Regions from separate parts of the Mus musculus genome. Here region 1 is linked to region 2. A link is a contact called in public promoter capture Hi-C data. All regions are on one chromosome and are shown on one strand. The core of a region is the stretch at or near the end of the contact, and the rest is flanking DNA. Distances in the headings are between cores, read along the strand shown.

Region 1 (3,243 bases), core at 389-2,888, 1.0 Mb before region 2:
CAGAAAGATTCTTCTTTTAAAATATTTTATTTACTTATTCGTTTATTATGTGCTACAGGGTTGCTACACGTGCCACAAGCACCATGAAGATTAGAGGACAGCTTGCAGGAGTTGGTTCTCCCCCTTCCACCGTGCTGGTTCCAGGCATGAAAATCAGGTGGTCAGGCTTGGTGGCAAATATCTTTACCCGCGGAAACATCTCTGCAGCCCAGAAAGTCCATTCCTGTTAGTCTCCTCGCCTCACTGTGGTCTATCTTGACACTCCTAATGCTTATCTTTTTTATGTTTGTTTGTTTTTAACCTTGACCTACACCGTCTTTCCTTTGCCAGACTATGACTCTTTGAGGTCAAAGATTTCAACTCTTTATCCTGGGTCTCCAGCATCAACCATATGCCGCTTGGTCAAGCAGCAGAACGGGTGCTTGGCAAATGTTGAATGAAGAATGACCAAGTGCACAGGTAAATAACTAGCCAGGGAACAAAACACCCTTCTGCAGCCAGCTCAAAGCCACTCCAGATAATCCTTCTCTTTTTCTATTTCTCCCATATCAGAGTCAGCCGTTTCATTCCTGTGACGGCAACCCAGGACAGTCTTAGGGGAAAAAAAACCAGCTTTTCACAGAACACCTCTGGAGAGGCAATTCAGGTTTAAAGAGATCCACATGGCATGTAGTGGTGACTAGGTCAAGCACTATAGATCTTCTTAGAACACTTCTTTGACTAGAAGCCGAGTTTTTCCTGTGATAGTGTTTAGGAGAGTGGGTATCAGATGACAGACTTTAGACTGTGTATTCTGACATCTTTCCATATAAAATATGTTTTTTTTAAAGACTGTATATAGAGTTGTCATGTAACCTTCACCCTGTTCCCTCAGTGTGGAAAAGATCACAAGCGGGACCTAACAGTTGGTACAAGTGACATTCCTACTCCAGACTTAGTTTTAAATGCATGTGTGTGTGTTTGCATACTTTACAGTTCTGATAACAGCTCCTTGCTTTCCCCCACTCCCCCCTCCCCCCCCCCCCCCCACTCCGGAGAGCACCAGAGGAAGGGGCCCAGGCTGATCTATCCCAGCACAGGACTTGGCTCCTGATGGCACCTGTGTGGCTTATATTCTTCTCATGTGCAGAGCAGGTGACCGATTATCGTCCACATACTCACTTAAACTTGCAGTCAGCACGTGTGCAAGCTGCAGGAACAACATTTTAAGGCAGAAAAGCAGAGCATGAAGCATCTATTATTTTAGAGGCCAAAAGTTGGCCATTTTCCCCAATTGTGAATTGGCAAACCGGCTAATTGCTCCAAAGCGACCCTGGAATCGAGCTGTGATCGCCGGAAAGCGCAGCTTTTAGGACCCCATCTTTCACCCCTGGGCTGAGGAAGTGGGAAGACTTCGCAGGGGCCCAGGGCTCCTCCTGCTTTCTTTCACCCCCACTTTCACCCCTTTCTTCCTTGGGGCCGGACTGTTTCACCCCGTCTCCAGGCAACAGCCAGGCGCGCCAGGCGGGACGTCATTTCCTGAAGAGCCCGCGGGGGGACGGGGCGGGGAGGGGGAGGGGCGAGGGGGCGGGGCCAAGTCCCGGCTGGCGACGGCGGCGGCGTCGGAACTCGCTGGAAGACTCAGCCCAGAGCTGCTCAACAGTTCGCAAAGTCCGGGCTCCCGGCCGCGTGGCTCCGTGTGCGCCCGGGCGGCGTTGGGGCGCGGGGGCCCGGGCTGCTGCATGGTGGGCGGCCCGGGACATGCCCCGCACCCCCCGCCGGACGCCCGCGTGGCTCCTCTGGCTGCGACTGCTCCGGACTCTGAGCCTAGATTGACCGGCGCCCTAACTTCTTTCTGACTTTGGGGTCCCCCAGCCCTAGAGGAACGGGCATCTCGGCTGGGGGAGCCCCGGACATGGTGTGACGGGGCGGGCGGCGTGGCTGCGCCCCCCACTGCGGCCACGCACGGTCCCCGCGCCTTCCGGCATGTAGCTGCTGTTCTCGCTCCCCCCGGCCTCCAGCCGCAGTCTCCACGACCTCCGGCCTCCAGGCGCCAACTCTTTGTCCCCCCAGGATCCCGCCGCGGTCCTCAGGATTGCAGCCGCCGTCTCTTCGTCCTCCGAATTCCAGTTTCACCTGCCTTCGCGCCCCTGGGACACCAGCCGCTGTCCCTGCCACCTCCCCAGGATCCAGCCAGCGCTCTAGCTCACCTGCACCTCCCCAACCCACCCTGCAGCCGTCGTCTCCGCTCTCCGGGCCAGTCTAGACTGCAGCCGGTGACTCCGCGTCTACCCCAAACCCAGACTCCAGCCGTGACCTCCGCGCCCCGGGGAATCCAGCTGTCGCGCCTCTGGCCGCAGGTGCAGCTGCCGCCCCGCGCCGCGCGCCCCGAGTGCGGCCGGGCCTCGGCGGGGAGATGAACGCACAGCTGGACGGCCTGTCGGTGAGCTCGTCCTCCACCGGCTCGCTGGGCTCGGCGGCGGCGGCGGCGGGCGGCGGCGGGGGCGCGGGGTTGCGGCTGCTGTCTGCCAACGTGCGCCAGCTGCACCAAGCGCTCACGGCGCTGCTGAGCGAGCCCGAGCGGGAGCAGTTCACTCACTGCCTCAACGCGTACCACGCGCGCCGCAACGTCTTCGACCTGGTGCGCACCCTGCGCGTCCTGCTGGACAGCCCGGTCAAGCGGCGTCTGCTGCCCATGCTGCGTCTGGTCATCCCGCGCTCCGACCAGCTGCTCTTCGACCAGTACACGGCCGAGGGCCTCTACCTGCCAGCCACCACCCCCTACAGGCAGCCCGCCTGGGCCGCTCCCGACGGCGCGGGGCCCGGGGAGGTGCGACTCGTGAGCCTGCGGCGCGCCAAGGCCCACGAGGGCTTGGGCTTCAGCATCCGCGGGGGCTCGGAACACGGCGTGGGCATCTACGTGTCTCTAGTGGAGCCGGGCTCCCTGGCAGAGAAGGAAGGGTTGCGGGTCGGGGACCAGATTCTGCGCGTCAACGATAAATCTCTAGCCCGGGTGACCCACGCGGAGGCTGTCAAGGTAGGGCTGTGGTTTATGGGAGCGTTAGAGGACAGTACAGGCAGTTTAGTGCTCCCTCTTCGGTTGCCTGTGCTGCTATCTTTTATACCAAATCGCCTGACCTTTCTGGTCTTTGTTGTTGGTTTATTTTTGCCTCCCTGACCGGATTTTAAAAGAGGAACATTTAATTTGTGGCGCAGATCGGTGTTCTGAGCACGGAGGAAATGGTTATTCTTGCCTTAGGTGAC
Region 2 (3,227 bases), core at 50-2,549:
TCCCCCTCTTAAACCCTGACTATTAAGAGTTACCATCCTCCTGTGGGCCCTTTTCCTCGTCTGAAAAACCTTAGTTAGAACCCACGCTTCAGCCTGGATGGAACTCGATGATAAGTATCTAAGTCCTTAGGAATTTGTAAAAGCCTTACCCATGATGCAAGCTGATTTATATCAACTTTTCTCAAGTCTATTTTCACCATCCCTGAGTAACTGAACTCCACCGGCCCCAGTTTCCAGGGAGGTGTGTTTATTACAATCTGGTTTGAGTAGGTGATGTCCCCAGCGACAGCTCTCAGTGCACAGCAGGGCTCGGTGCCAGGGTGGGGTTGGGAGAATTAAGCCATTTAATCAAATTGCAAGGAGTTCCCCAGGGGCCTCAGCTAAAATGAAAGGAAGACGACGGCTGCACCAAGGTGACTTGGCCTCCAATCTCAGCAGCTCAGGGAAAAGGATCAGGGTGTAACTGGAAAATGACCAGCCTAGAGCCACACTGAACCAAGAGATGAGGAGACCTTAGGAGATAGAGTGCCCTGCTATTCTTCCACCCTATCCATCACTTCAATTACAGTCTGGCCAGGTTGGAAGGGAACTGGATCCCTCACCAGGAAACCTGAAAGGGGGGAGAGGGTGACTCTAAGTCAAGAGGTTAGGGGGGGACTAAGTTTTTACGAGGTCAGCTATAACAATCACGTGGTGTTATGAATGCCTAGAAACTACTGGTGAGAGACACCAAGCTTGGATCAGTGACTCACAGGGAGGGGGCAGGATTCAAACTCCGATCCAGTTTACTCCAGAGGTCACACCTTTAACCACCTCCTTCTGCAAGGGAAGCCACAGAAAAGCCACTATCCCCCACCCACCCACCCCGGTCCCTGGTCCCTGCCAGTTCCCCCGCCCCAAGAAAGTTCCCGGCCCCACGCCCGCTTACTCTCAGCTCCTCCGCGTGCTCCTCCGCTCGACGGATGCGGTGCCGGTGACAGCGGCCGCCAAACCCGGCGCAGGTGGCGCATACCGGCCGTCGCTCCGAGAGGCAGAACCAGCTCAGAGGCTCGAAGTGCTCGGGGCACAACTGGCTCCGCTCGGACCCCTGCTTCGGTCCCCTCCTCAGTCCGGATCGCGGCCCCGGCTCCGGCCCGGACTCGGGTCTGGGCTCCGGTCCCGGTCCCGGCTTCGGCCGGGACTCCGGTCGGGACTCCGGTCCGGGCTCCGGTCCCGGCTCCGGCTCCGGCCCGGACTCGGACCCGGACTCCGTCCCGGAGACATCCGCGGACATGGCCGAGAGCCGGAGGCCGCGCGCTCCACCTGTCGCAGGTACCGAGGGCGTGGCCCTTCCAGGCCCCGCCCTCTCTGGCTTCGCCCCTCCCAGGCTGCGCCCGCGCGCTGACCCACACCACACTGGTTCCGCCTGCATCTGTAGGCTGTGGTTCTTTATAGGATTAAGTTGTGTTGTGTCAGAGTTTTAAAAACAAACAGCTGGGAGCTGGAGAGATGGCTCAGCGGTTAAGAGCGCCGACTGCTCTTCCGGAGGTCCCGAGTTCAAATCCCAGCAACCACATGGTGGCGCACAACCACCCGTAACGAAATCTGATGCCCTCTTCTGGTGTGTCTGAAGATAGCTACAGTGTATTTACATACATTAAATAAATGGATAAATCTTAAAAAGAAAAGAAATACCTCAAGATACGTGATGTGTTTGATTTAAAAAAAACAAAAAACAAAAAAAAAAACAACTGACATTCTAGTGCCTATACGAATCTTTAGTAAGCAGTTACGAAGTGTCAGATTTTTTGCTAAATGCATTAACAGCGTGTTTGAGGGGCAGCTTTAGGCATGTGTCTTAAATACAGGCTCATTTCTCAGCTGTGCTTGACTGTTAAAGGGGGTTGAGGCGATCTCACTCTCATACTTGGGTTGAGGAGTATATAAATGAAAGCACATGAAATGAGTCAGTTATGGTGACACAAATCTGTAATCCCAACACTTGGGAGATAGAAGTGGGAAGATCAGGAGTTCAAGGTCATCCTCAAACATATAAGGTTCGAGGCCAGCTGGGTTACGTAAGACTTTGTCTCAAAGACACATTAAAAAAACAAAACAAACAAATAAAACAAACAAACAAACAAACAAAACACAAAAAACCAAGCTGTGAGTGGTGGCATGTGCCTTTAATCCAAGCACTCAAGAGCCAGTAGCTGGGCTGGAGAGATGGCTCAGCGGTTAAGAGCACTGACTGCTCTTCCGAAGGTCCCAAGTTCAAATCCTAGCAACTACATGGTGGCTCACAACCATCTGTAATGAGATCTGACACCCTCGTCTGGTGTGTCTGAAGACAGCTACAGTGAACTTACATATAATAAATAAGTCTTTAAAAAAAAAAAGAGGCAGAAGCTGATGGATTTCTGTGAGTTAGAGGCAGCCTGGTTTTACATAGCGAGTTCCAGGCCACCAGGACAGCCAGAGCTACAGAGGGAGATAGTCTTAAAACAAAACAAAGCAAAAAAGAAAAGTTATGAACAGTGTCAGGCACACAGCAGCTGCTCAGTGCTAACAGCAAAAGGAAAAACACTTATGACAATTTTTATCACATTTATTTATTTAGAGAGAGAATATTTGAATACTTTGGAAGTGTATGTACCACAGTGCATTCGTAAACCAGAGGACAGCTTGCAGGAATAGGATCCCTCCTTCCATGTAGGTTTTGGAAGTTGGACCTAGGTCACCAGACTTGGCAGCAAGCGCCTTCACTCTCTAAGTAACCCCATGCCTGATTACTATTTTATGGAAATTAAGTAACGTGTGGAGTCTCAGTTGCTGATTGATGGCAATGATACCAAAACCCAAGCAGTTTAACTTCTGGTTACCTGGATGAGTAATTTTTAAGTTACAACGTATTGAGAAGCATTGAAAGGGCTGATTTTCCAAGTAGTGTATTTGCATTCAAATTTCCTGAATTTGATTATTTGGGCTTTTTCTTTTTTAAATTGACATTGATGAAAAAGTAACTTTGAAGACAATGGGATATGCAAATAAGCACAAAATACCAAAATACCCATTTCAAGAACAACTAACTTCTGAGGCTCTTTCTGCCTCTTTGATGAATCAAACTGAACCCAGAAGGAGCCTTCTGCAGGTCATGCAGCCTGGTATTCCTGATATGTGGGGAAAACTGCTCCTAGCCCAAAGTTGGCCTCTTGGGGGCTTGCATATCTCTACACTGGAAACCCTCA

What was found. Promoter capture Hi-C pulls out the DNA fragments that hold promoters and counts their contacts.
Region 1: a promoter capture Hi-C map of pre-B cells shows a contact between it and region 2, with 2.8 times the contacts expected there. The contact joins the promoter of Whrn here to the promoter of Bspry in region 2.

The regions. Positions count from the first base shown.
Region 1 is chr4:63,494,386-63,497,628 of GRCm38.p6, reverse strand. Whrn (whirlin) reads left to right here and starts at 1,638. Exons shown (of 12, transcript NM_028640.2): 1 at 1,638-3,016. The coding sequence starts at 2,396.
Region 2 is chr4:62,478,139-62,481,365 of GRCm38.p6, reverse strand. It overlaps Bspry (B-box and SPRY domain containing), which reads right to left and starts at 1,299. Exons shown (of 7, transcript NM_138653.1): 1 at 929-1,299. The coding sequence starts at 1,273.